Linked DNA regions of Mus musculus: all the other regions are linked to region 3. A link is a contact called in public Micro-C data. All regions are on one chromosome and are shown on one strand. The core of a region is the stretch at or near the end of the contact, and the rest is flanking DNA. Distances in the headings are between cores, read along the strand shown.

The links. Hi-C and Micro-C count contacts between places; a contact is called where the count stands out from the background.
Region 1: a contact with region 3 is called in a Micro-C map of embryonic stem cells, with 5 times the contacts expected there. The contact joins the enhancer-like site here to the promoter of Ube2n in region 3. A contact is called at or near these places in 1 of 15 datasets of contacts at CTCF or cohesin (the NIH/3T3 cell line), 2 of 484 Hi-C or Micro-C datasets (both in embryonic stem cells) and 5 of 115 datasets of contacts at active chromatin or transcription factors (embryonic stem cells, fetal liver and stem cell-derived neural progenitor cells).
Region 2: a Micro-C map of embryonic stem cells shows a contact between it and region 3, with 2.0 times the contacts expected there. The contact joins the enhancer-like site here to the promoter of Ube2n in region 3. A contact is called at or near these places in 3 of 484 Hi-C or Micro-C datasets (all in embryonic stem cells), 3 of 115 datasets of contacts at active chromatin or transcription factors (embryonic stem cells and memory CD8 T cells) and 2 of 9 other capture datasets (adipose tissue and pancreatic islet).

The regions. Positions count from the first base shown.
Region 1 is chr10:95,717,809-95,721,952 of GRCm38.p6, forward strand. No RefSeq gene overlaps it. Among named protein-coding and RNA genes, the nearest start is that of Gm47708, 10 kb to the right of the region's middle. Within about 2 kb of position 2,568, at least 20 of the 459 cell types and tissues checked have an H3K27ac peak or open chromatin away from gene starts, as enhancers often do. A contact at or near this core is called in embryonic stem cells, where this site is marked.
Region 2 is chr10:95,678,945-95,682,647 of GRCm38.p6, forward strand. No RefSeq gene overlaps it. Among named protein-coding and RNA genes, the nearest start is that of Gm33336, 49 kb to the left of the region's middle. Within about 2 kb of position 2,232, at least 89 of the 459 cell types and tissues checked have an H3K27ac peak or open chromatin away from gene starts, as enhancers often do. A contact at or near this core is called in adipose tissue, embryonic stem cells, memory CD8 T cells and 1 more, where this site is marked.
Region 3 is chr10:95,512,586-95,516,430 of GRCm38.p6, forward strand. Ube2n (ubiquitin-conjugating enzyme E2N) reads left to right here and starts at 2,577. Exons shown (of 4, transcript NM_080560.3): 1 at 2,577-2,652. The coding sequence starts at 2,623. It overlaps Gm46239 (a long non-coding RNA gene), which reads right to left and starts at 1,671. Exons shown (of 2, transcript XR_001779843.2): 1 at 1,615-1,671.

The DNA.
Region 1 (4,144 bases), core at 1,318-3,817, 210 kb after region 3:
TGACTTGATGTGCTTGCAGATAAATCCCCAGCGAATCGCTCTCATTTGCAACAGTTCTTCTTTGCTTTGGCTGCCTAGTCCTGAGGCAGGATCTTTGCCCAGATGGAATCTATGTTTAGGGCTTCCATTAGCTTTTGTACTTGAGTATGCTCCATTTCCTCATTTTAGCATGAGTGTTCTATGAGAGTGGCTTGCTGTTTATGCAGTTCCTATATAAGTAGGTCATTATTCCATATGCCCCCCCTCTCTTCAAGAAGGTTAAAAAGAATTCACAGCCACTGAGTGATAAGCGGGGGATTCCGAAGTTGTGGGTGCGAACGCAGTGGCTCTCATGTCTCAGCTCAGCCTTGGCTCTGGCTTCCTTGGTGCTCCTTTTAGGTAGGGTTGTATACCAACTCGCCAGTGGAGAATGAGAAGTGTTGTTTAGCCCAGTTCAGCTTGGGCTGAAGGCTCCATTTTCCCAAAGTAGTTTTTCCCTCCACAGTAACAAGGAAATAATGAATGCACCAGCAGAGTCAAAGTCGTATTACAAGTTGATTTCTGACTTTTTTTTTTTTTTTTTGAGATAACTATGTGCTCCTGCAATTGAGTGCCCTCAGCACTCAAGAGGCTGAGGCAAGAGGATCTTGAGTTTGAGGCCAGTCTGGTCTACACAGCAAGACTTTATCTAAAACAAAGTAGAACAAGACAACAAAACAAATCAGTAATGTGAGGGGGTGGGGAGACTATGAAAGAAATAGAATGTTAGATAGCTTGGGGCTAGGGAGGGAGCTCAATCAATAGAGTTTGGGCCTAGTTTTGTACTAGGCCATGGTTTAAATCCTACCACCAGACAAGCAAGGGATGGTGGTCCCATGGCTGTAAACCCAGCACCTAGAGATGGGAAGAACAGTTCTATGCTATCCTTAGCTATGTAGAGAGTTTGAGGCCATCCCGGGCTATGTGAGGCTTTCTCTCAATAAAAACAAAAGCTAAAAGAAAATAAAAACAAAAACAAACAAAGAAACCCAGCTTGGTGTGGTAGATTGAAGAAAGCAGCACTCTCTGTTTATCCTTACTGTTTCTCACAGATGTGGAGTCAGTCTAGACTTTGATGGATGATTGTAAAGATAAGAGCTCCTACTGCCTCGGGCCAGACAGGTGACAAAGCAGCTTCCCTTTCCTGCCTAGGGATTGAACTATCCTCTCCTTGTCCTCTGCAGACTCCCCCTCCCCCACAGTACTGTCCAGGTTTGGTCTGTTGCTATGTATTGTAATGATACATACTGGCCTCCAAGATCTGGTCCCCCTACCACACACACACAGCCTTAGGGACAAGGAAATCCTCCTGTACATGATGCTATGTAACCTTGTCTCCCAAGCTATCCCTGATGGGTCAATAAAAATGCCTACAGCCTGTAGCTGGGCAGAAAGAGGTAGGCAGGGCTTGGGTTCTGGGGCTTGGGGTCTGAGTGAGAGACTAGAAGAGGAGAGGGGAAGGAAGAAGATTCTGTGGGGCAGGTGGATTGTGGGCACGAAGGTCAGCCTGATGGAGTAGGTGTGGCCCAGGCAGTGTTGGGGGCTGGCCAGCGGCTCACATGTCCAGGTTCGAGCCTGGAAGGCATCTTGGAATCTGGAAGAAAAGAGGGAGCCTAGGTGGGTTGAGAAACAATGGAACCAAGACATGCTAGTCTTCTCAAGGTTCAACTTTAATGTCGGGGAACACGCCTTATAAAGAAAAGGGGAGAAAAGTCCATTCCGCCAATTCATCCTTGGAGCCTGGAACCAGCTGCAGGTGATGATGTTCAGAATAGGGCGTAGTCTCTGGAATAGCTCAGCGGCTTCTCTGCGGGTATCTTGAAGCAGCAGCTGCAGTGGCAGAACAATAGAGTGATCTAGGGAGGAAGGCTCCACCCTAGATAATCTCTTTAGTGGCAGCAAGGTCAAGGTCTGGTTTAGCCTGCTTCAGGCTTATGGAAGGCTACAAGGCAGAACATGGCAACTGAAGTCTTAGGGTTACTAGAGAAGCAGACAAACTAGCAGAGGGTGGCCATCTGCCCAGCTCTAGTGCTTTAAGGCTTATTCTAGATATAAAGGTTTTGTGTCTTTTATTTAGGAACTCAGTGGGGTAGACACTCCTAAATAATACCACCATACAGTATCATAGTACTGAATCCTTGTTTGGAGGCCTGGGGCCAGGCTTTGGGGTTCTACTAGAGCAATGTGGGGTAACTTTCTAGATGCAGATCCCTTATCAAAATAAACAAGCAGAAGTTACCAATGCTAGGTAGGGTTTGTGGACACAGGAAACAAGAGGGATCAGGGATGTACACAACGGGACTTGACATTTAGGACAGATGTTAATCTTAACCAGCTATTTGGATCCAGTAGAAATATTTACCTTGTAGATTGTCACATGCAGAAGACCAGCAGGGGTTCAAAGGCATGGCTAGAAGGGTTGAGTTGTGTCCATAGCAGTCACTGGGACGGGGTGCCAAATGCTTTTGTGATCACCTCGGGAGGCCAGACAAAGGTGTGGCCAGGTCGCCATTTGCTTTTTCACCTCATTGGCTGAGGCAGGATTTTTGCTGTCATGTCACAGGACCCCTGACTGGGGACCGTGATTGGACAGAGAGCCCTGCTGTTCTCACTACGGCCATTGTTTTCTCTCAGAGCTGGACCGTGGCCCCTGCAGCCTGCCTTCCTGCCTCTCACTTTCTCCCTCATGGCTGTTTCCTTGACCTTTCGACTTAACCCTGCACTTACATGGATGTTTACCTCAGGTTGTGTCACACTTACCTCAGTGTGGTCTCGCCTTACTCACATGGTCTGGGGCCGGACACGCCCATTTCTGTGGGCTCAGCTGCCTATTTGTTGCTGATGTCTCTAAGATAAAACTGGCAACCTTGAACCCAGATCTTCCGGGCTCAGCTCCAAACACCCAGCGCCTTTGCTTCCTGTAACCCTTTCCAGAGTCTAACACAGAAATCCCAGCTATGGTCCCTGTCTTAGACACTAGAGACATACAATGGATCAGCACCTGTCCTGGGATGGATAGTTCTTGAGCTGGAGTTTGAACGCAGGCTGTCTAGCCAGATCCCACACTTGCAGCTGATCTTCTGTAACTGGCAATGAGCGATGGCTCAATCATAGACAGAGCATCATTTTGAAGGCTGCCTTCTGCCCTGTCTCCAGCACTGAATCCAATGCCCCGCCTTTGTCTCCTGAGTGACAGCACCTTTTCCTTCTGTCTTCTCTTTACCTAATTTTCCTGAGTTATCCATCAGGCTTGAGGGATCTCCATCCCGAGGGCCTGAGAAGGACTCTAATCTGATGCCTTGGCTGTGAGTCCTTAGACATTTGCATTTATTGTGTACATGGTTCTGTTCCAAGCATTTGAAGCTATATTAGCTTGCTTAGTTTTGCAGCAAGCTTCTGATGTATGCCTAATGCCTTTTATTTTATTAGCAGACACAGCACAGAGTCATAGATCCATCAGGAAAATTGATGCCACTACTAGTAGTTGAGAGAATGTGTGTGTGTGTGTGTATGTGTGTGTGTGTGTGTGATGTATTATGTGCTCATGCACATATGATTGTAGGTGCCCATGGAGGTCAGAAGAGGTTGTCAGATCCCCTGAAGCCAAAGTAACAGGCAGATGAAAGCCATCCAATGTAGGTGCTGAGAACTGAACTCTGAATCTCTGTGAGTGGTATGTGCTCTTAATTGCTGAGCCATCTCTCCAGCCCTAGTACCTGGCTTTTTAAAAATATGGGTTCTGTGGACTGAATTCAGATCCTTCAGACCGTCATCCTTGCAGGGCAAGGTCTCTACAGATGGAGTGATCCCTCCAGCCCCACCAAAGGAAAGCTAATAATCAGGGTCCAATTACACCAGTGTAAGGGGCAGAACAAGCAAAGAGTAAATAAATACAAATCAGCCCAGGGATGGGCGGCAGTGGAAGCCATTACCGGTTTGGAGAGACAGAGATGTTGATGCTATATGAGTTGAGACACGGAGGCTAACAACAGAGACTGGAGCCTATAGGACACAAGGCCCCTCCAGAGTTACTGAAACACCCTAACATTTCCCTCTTTGAAGCCACCAAGATTACCTACTGTCTCCCATTGAGACATGAACTCACCACACACACAATGGCAAGGAG
Region 2 (3,703 bases), core at 982-3,481, 170 kb after region 3:
GCCTCCAGGTTCCTGCCCTGCTTGAGTTTCTGTCCTGACTTCCTTCAGTAATGGGCTAAATGGGGAAATATAAGCCAAATGAACACTCCCCACTCCCCCCTTCCCCTCCCCCTGAGTTGATTTTGGTCGTGGTGTTTCGTCACAGCAATAGTAACCCTAAATAAGACAAATGTCACAGTAGATAGACCAATGAGAGGAAAGTGTAGCAAATTTGTTTATTCAGAGTTTGATCTATCCAAGGAGACTTCACTCCCGGGCTGAGGTAAAGATGCCTATTTCACACCCAGATGCCACGAAGGTGGGCAGGGCATAGAAATGGGATAAGCATAGAATGTGATGTCCTGGGAAGAGAGAGCCCAGCAGGTCTGCCTGCCCGCAGAGGCCTTCTTGACCTGAGTGTAGCAGTCCTCTCAGGAAGGGGGAGCAGATGGCTATGGAATGAGATTGCTGACAGCATTCTGGAGGCCACGAGTCTTCAGTGGATGGCCTGGCTGGCTGAAGTAGGGAAGGCCTTTGAGGGTTAAATCCACCCCTGCCTCTGGTCTAGTACCCCACTTTCAGGTCCCCCGTGATGTGAGAAGTCACACTGCTCATACTGCGACCAACTCCTCTAGCCTCCCCTGCCCTGACAGACTGTGCAACTCACCCTGGGGAATATGCTCTGGCGAATTATTACTATTTAAACCATTTCATTGTAAAATAGAACACATGCCAACGTGCTATATAGAAATTATTGAAAACGTACGAATCATTTATTTCAGCAGGTTTTTTTTTTCTTTTTTTATGTACAATTTTGGGGCCAGGGTGAGTGGAAACCACAGGAAGAAAGATTGTAGCAAGGATTGGTGACATTTGATTGCTCGCTAAAGGAGGCCAGATACACGAAGTAGCTTTCAATACTCTAAAATTGTCCCACACACCCCAAAGGAAGGCCAATAGACAACCCATCTCCCTTGCAGATTCCTTAGCCTTCATGCCCTAACCACCAAGGACATTCTCTCTTCTTGGCCCTGGGGAACACATCTACTGTTCTCATCTGGTTTAATCTAATTTTCAGTGTGTATGTGGGGAGAGGTCATCCTTTTTATTTCTTTGGCAATGACCAAAATATTCCTTCAGGACCCTCCTCCTATTTAATGTTTCTACTTTGGGCATAAGTCCCGGCTCCTTCTCAGCGAGGCTATGGTCCTAACCTTTTGGGGTTGCTGTGGGCAACTATACAATTGGCTGTTACTGCTCAGGGCTGTGGGAACAGCTTTCCAAAACAGCTAAGCGACCCAAACCCAGACAAGCGCGTCTGGATCTGTGAAGTGCTTCTCGTATTTTGTTTCCTTTTCTGTGCACAGATATTTAAAAATAGATAGTAAGAACTTGCAATCGCCGTGAGGGGAGTTGTGTGTAGAAGGACGGCCCCTCCTTTGGAAATGACATCGTTACGGCTTTTTAGAATGTGAGCAGATTTGACATAGTAGAAAAAAAAATATGGATATTTTGGTCTGTATCCCACTTCCTGGCATACAGCTACACCAAACCGCGTGTCAGTTCTCAGAAATGATGTGACTTTTGGATGCTAACGGGATTTCTGATGTTTAGGGCCTCTTGGGTAGTCTTCAGACAGAGGCTGGTTGCCAAGGGAAACAGCCAAGTGAAGCAACAACTTGGACTTTCAGCCTTACCCTCTCCTCTGACCTCTGGAGAGGGAGAGGGGCGGGCTAGCCTTTGAGGTGATCGTTGTTGGCCAATGGCTGAATTAAAACCCAAAAGGAAGCTGTGGAGAGCTTCGGGTTCATTTAACAATCTGCCTATATTTAGATTCTGGGAGAATGGCAAGGCTCGACTTTGCCAAGGTGAAGAGTTACACGTTAGAGCAGCCTCCGTCTCTCCCGGGGTGGGTGCCTGTCGGAGGCACGGAGGTCTTTGCGCTCACCGACAAGCGTTAGGGGACCTGGATGTTCATCATACGAGTTGACCCTTCAAAGGGAAAAGTGGATAGCCTGCAATCTGCCCAGAAGGCTGGGACTGGAAATGGCTAAGAGCTTGGTGACCTGTGTGCTGTCTGTGTGGCTGCGACCACACTGGATCCGGCCCTTACTGTGAGGTTGTCACTCTGCGGAACTTTGTGGAAAGTTGTCTGTGGGATGTTTTTGTGCACGGTGTATTAAATGCTGATGTCAGTATCTAGAGACCTGGTGGCTGTCTGGACTTTGGAACTGTCATTATTATGGAGCATTTCCTGATTCGCTATTTTGTAAGATATTGCTTTCCATCACCTTCTGATTGGTTAATATAGAGCGTAACAGCTTATAACTGGGCAGGAGAGGCGGGACTTCCGTGAGGGGGTGGGGAGGGGAGAAGATCTCAGGTGGGACCTGGTGAGTCGCTATTGGGACACAAATGAAGGCCAGGGAGAGACCAAAAACTGGCAGGTAAGGCGCCATATGGCTGGAAAGTAGGCAAGACCAGCATTATCAGGGTAGAATAGCTTAAACTCTGCCCAACTATAGTACCTGAAGCTTGTTAAATAATATAAAGGTCTCTGTGTCATTTATTCAGAGCAAGGTCAGGCATAGAAAAGCCCACGCTTTAACAGGCGTTATATGTACTTTACAACGAATCTTGATGCATTCACATCTTAAGCTTTACTGAGCTTGTGGGATTGAATTAATTATCACCAGGAAGATCTCACCAAACTGTGCTACACTGAAATATGCCTAAAATAAACCACTTGGGGTTAGATTTCCAAAGTCTAAACCAACACTAGCTACTAAGACATGTTGACGCAAACCACTTCCTTCTGATAACTGAAGTGATCACACAGACTCCCTATAAATGCTGTCCCTGACCCCATTGCTTCCCATGCTTCCTGGATGGAAGCACAGATCTTGAGGTATTGTGGCTAATGGCTGGGGTAGGTCTGGGATCAGGGAGAGACAAGGGTAAGCATATATGTGTGTGTGTGTGTATAATTTTTATATATAAAATGTATATTATATATTAAAATAATAGACAACATATTTTACATATAAAATAAATTATTTATATATAAATACTATACATAATTTATAAATAATGTATAGTATTTATATATAAATTGTTATTTTATATACACATACACACATGTGTATATATACATATATACATATACACATATACACATACATATATACATACATACATATATGTATATATATATCTTCCCCTGAGACCTCGTGTCTTTAGAGAAGCCTGCTGAAGACCAGAGCAGGGGCTTGCCAGCTGCAGTACCCATGTCCACAGGAAGCTACACTTACTAAAGTTGTTACGGAAAGAACACCATGAGCCCAGGCAGCGTCCCCTCAAAGACTCAGGTGCAAAGGTGCTTGGCCTTGTGTCCCAAGTGGCTTTAACTTTTCAGCTGGAGAAGCACGGCACAGCTCAGTGTTTAACTTACATGCCCAAGGCAGTGTAGTGTTTCCAGGTGTCTCATGGACAAAGTCACACAGTGTTTGATGATTGGAAATCTTCAAAGGACACATTTTCCTTTTGCCTGGGTGAGATCAGGCCGGGAGAAAGAGGAACAGATGACATAGGGTGAAGACGTGGGACACGGGGAACACAAAGGGAAGTTGTAATAAGCAGTTATTTTGTCAGTTTTCCTCTCAGGAATGAGGGGTCAGTGTCGATGTGAAGATGGACGAGGGCAGGTGAGAGGGCTCAGTGGGTA
Region 3 (3,845 bases), core at 1,327-3,826:
GGCTGAGGTACCTATCTAATATATCAAAGCAGACCTAGCTGCCAGGTTCTCCCAGCATCCCAAAGCCCCTACCTGTTACAGGACTCTCCTGGCCAAGCTAGCATACCCAGCATCCTACCTTAAACTTCTCCATCCTGGCGGCTGGGCTGCCCTCCCCTGTATAATCCAACCGTTTTGGTTACATGGCCTTTTACGCTTCTCTGGGCTTCCGGGCTGCTGCACCTGGTTCTCCTGTCTCCTTTCCCCTCCCCCTCTCCTCACGTAGCCCAACTCAAGTCTGGTCATGTCCACTCTGGACTTTCCCAGACATCAGTCTGGCTATGCTCTCCCTTTTTTGTTTTTGTTTTTGTTTTTCGAGACAGGGTTTCTCTGTGTAGCCCTGGCTGTCCTGGAACTTACTCTGTAGACCAGGCTCGCCTCGAACTCAGAAATCCACCTGCCTCTGCCTCCCAAGTGCTGGGATTAAAGGTGTGCGCCACCACCACCCAGCTATGCTCTCTCCCTTTTATCTACAGTAACCTTTCTCACCCACTGTACCTAGGACCAGTGGTGTTCCTTTCCTTTTTCCTTTTGTTTCATTCAGGTGGGGCTTGTGGTTTGACAGACATGCCTGGGAAAGGAGCTGAACTATTTTGTTATAACCTTGGACAATGTTAAGTCTATCTAAACAGCAGTCTCGTGAACAGAGCTATGGAGATATGGCTTTGCAGTAATGGGTACTTGTTGCTCTGGCAGAGGACTCACAAGGTGGCTCACAACCTTCCTTAGCTCCAAGTCCAGTGGATCTGACTCCTGAAAGCACCGGCCATAAGTTAGTGTTATCAACTTGATAAGATCTAGAAACACCTCTGGGCCTGCCTGTGGGGACTGTCTTGATTTAATTGATGGATACCCATCTTAATTCTAAACAGGAAAAATGAAGAAAGCTGAACACTAACATGTAAGATTCATTGCTCTCTGTTTCTTTTTTTTTTTTTTTTCTGAGACAGGGTTTCTCTGTGTAGCCCTGGTTGTCCTGGAACTCACTCTGTAGACTAGGCGGGCTTCAAACTCAGAAATCTGCCTGCCTCTGCCTCCCAACTCTATTTCTGATTATGAATTTGATGTGACCAGCTGGGATTGTCTCCCTGTGATGCAACTTGGGGCTAAAATTAACCCTTTTCCTTTAAGTTGCTTTTGGAGGGTGTTTTACCACAGCAACATGAAAAGAAATGGAAACACCCAGCGATCCTTGTGAGACACCTCCACTTTTAGGGCCCTCATTCTATGAGTAATCCAACGCCTTTGGGGATTACAGGCTTTTCTATCCCCTTGAGAAGGCTAGGCTGACTTCAAATTGGCAATTCAGAAGACGAGGCCTAAATCCCTGTTTCTAAGAACTAGGCAAGTCCAGGCCTCAGAAGCTGCCCCACCACCTGGCCTGAAGCAAGGACAGTGGGTCAGCAGTAGTTTCCAGACTTCCTCAGCAACAGTTTTCAGCCACTCATGTCCCCACCACACCCCTAATGTGCTTTAAATCTGAACTGTGAGCTCACTTCCAGGTCTCCATCTTGGAATGAGAGACCCTAGCAAGCTGGACTTCTGCAGAATAAAGCCCTCTCTGCGTTTACATACCGTTTGGGTCTGGGGTATCATTCTTCAGCGAATCATGCATGGACCCTTACACTCTAATCAGATCCTTCTTCTAGTTAGCACGTAAATCTCGATTGCTAGGCTCAACCTTAAGTGGTGGCACAAGCCTAGCTCTACTCAGGGGGCAGAGGCAGGAGAATCACGAGTTCCAAGTCAGCTCGGTGCGTACAGAATAGAGAGCACCAGGCCAGACTTGGTTACATAGGGAGCCCTTTCTCAGGAAAACCAACAACCACAAAGATTAAATATCCTGCAGGATCCAGGCGTTTAGAGGCCGTGCCTTTTGCCTCCTCCCTTGTTCCGAACTCTCTTTTGGGGAGCGCCAGAGAGGCCCCCTTTTTTATGTGAAATTTAAACGTTTAGAAAAAATTTTTTTTGTCGCGGGTGTGTGTGTGGTCCTTGGCAAGCAGCGTTATTCCCAGTTAGAAGCTTTGGTATTGACTTCCGGCCTGTTCGCCACCGAGGAGGAGCGCGCGACCCGCCTGCCCTGTCCGCAGGGAACCGCTGCAGCGCCAGCCCGCCACGCGCACTGCGGACACGCTGAATGAACAAACGGAACGAATGAATGAATGGGCTGCGTCGGGGGCCGGGCCTTTGTTACGTCGCCCCCCGACGCAGGCGTGGTCGCACGTACAGCGCTCGCTCGTGGACGCCGGCCGCCCAGTGTTGCCGATTCTGCCACGGGCCAAGAAGCTCGGCGCCGCCTCGCGCCGCCTCCCCCCAAGTCCCTGCCCCGCCGCGGAGCGTCACTTCCGCCACCCCCGGCTGGGGTTGGGGCGGGGAGCGCGGGGGAGGGGGCCACCAGGTCGGAGGGAAGGCTGTCGGAAGCCCGCGTCCTAGCAGGGACTACATTTCCCGAGGGGCCTCGGCGGAGGTAGCGACAGGCGGGCGCGGCGACGTTCCCCGGAAGTGGAGCCCGGGACTTCCACTCGAGCGTGAGGAGAGCGGAGCCGGAGACAAGAGCAGAGGCCGAACTCGGGATCTGACAAGATGGCCGGGCTGCCCCGCAGGATCATCAAGGTAACCGCCCAGGCGGGCTTCGGGCCACTGGCTCTGCTCCGGCGCGCCGGGCCGCGCGGCCGTCCGCTTCCCTCCGCAGCCTCCGAGAGGCCTCTCTAAGGCATCGCGGAGAAGGGTCCGGCCTCGGCGGCGAGGAAGTCGGGCGCTGAGGAGGGGGCGCCGGGGAGACTTCCGGCCGCCTCTGAACGCCGGACAAGCGGGACGCCCGGGCGGTGCGGCCGCGGCCGGGGAGGCCCTGGCGGCTGCCCGGGAGAGGGCGGGGCTGCGGGCTTCGGGCTCTGGCGCGGGACCGGTGCGGGCCTCGGCGGCTTCTGTTCCTCCGCGGGGCGGGAATCGCGGCGTGGCCTGGACTCTGGGCGCGGGTGGTGGCCCGTGGCCGGCCGCTCTGCCCCGGAGCTCCCTTCTCTTCCTCCGCAGGGGCTCGGGGCTGCGGCAGTCCCGGGTGCGGAATGAATGGACCGACCCCGAGAGCCGGGCGGGGCCGCGGGCCGGGAGAGGCCGCTCCGGGAGGGCCACGGGGTTCTGCCGGCGACAGCACAGGTTGGTCCTGGCTGCCCCGCACCTCCTAGCGACGTCCGGGGCTGGCCGCCCGGTTGCCCTGGCTTCCGCGTTCGCTTCCCGGTGTTTCTGCTGGGTAGCGCTGTGATTGTACTTCGGCTGGCTAACTCTTTGGAGACTGTTCTCTTCTCCGAGGCAAGGGCCTCAAGGGCCTCGGTTATGGGGATGATCTGTGAAACAGTTTGCCTCTCAGCTTTTGTGCGCCTTATTTGAGCGGCCCTGGGGCTCTTTAGGGATACTGAATTTTGATAAATACATAAGGAACCACGGGGGTATAAACCTCGTATCTTGATTTCCTAAAATCTTTACATAACACCATTAAGTCTTCATAGTGTTATAACCCAAGAAAACTAAATTTTTAACATTTTTTGGCATCTGTTTTTTTTTTTAATGTAGGAAATTGGTTAAAAAAATCTTGCACTGCCCAGTTTGCCAGCTAAGTGCTCAAATTGAAGCTTCACTTTGCTTGCTGTAATCCACTGAACATATATTTATAGCATTGTTCCACTCTTCCAAAGTTTTAGGGGAGATTTGTACAAAGTAAGTGGAGGGCCTCTTTGAAGGGTGTGAGACACTGTAGTTCTTCAGGCAGTCACAAATGTCTGTGAGGCTGGGGTGTCATTGACAGAAAGGTG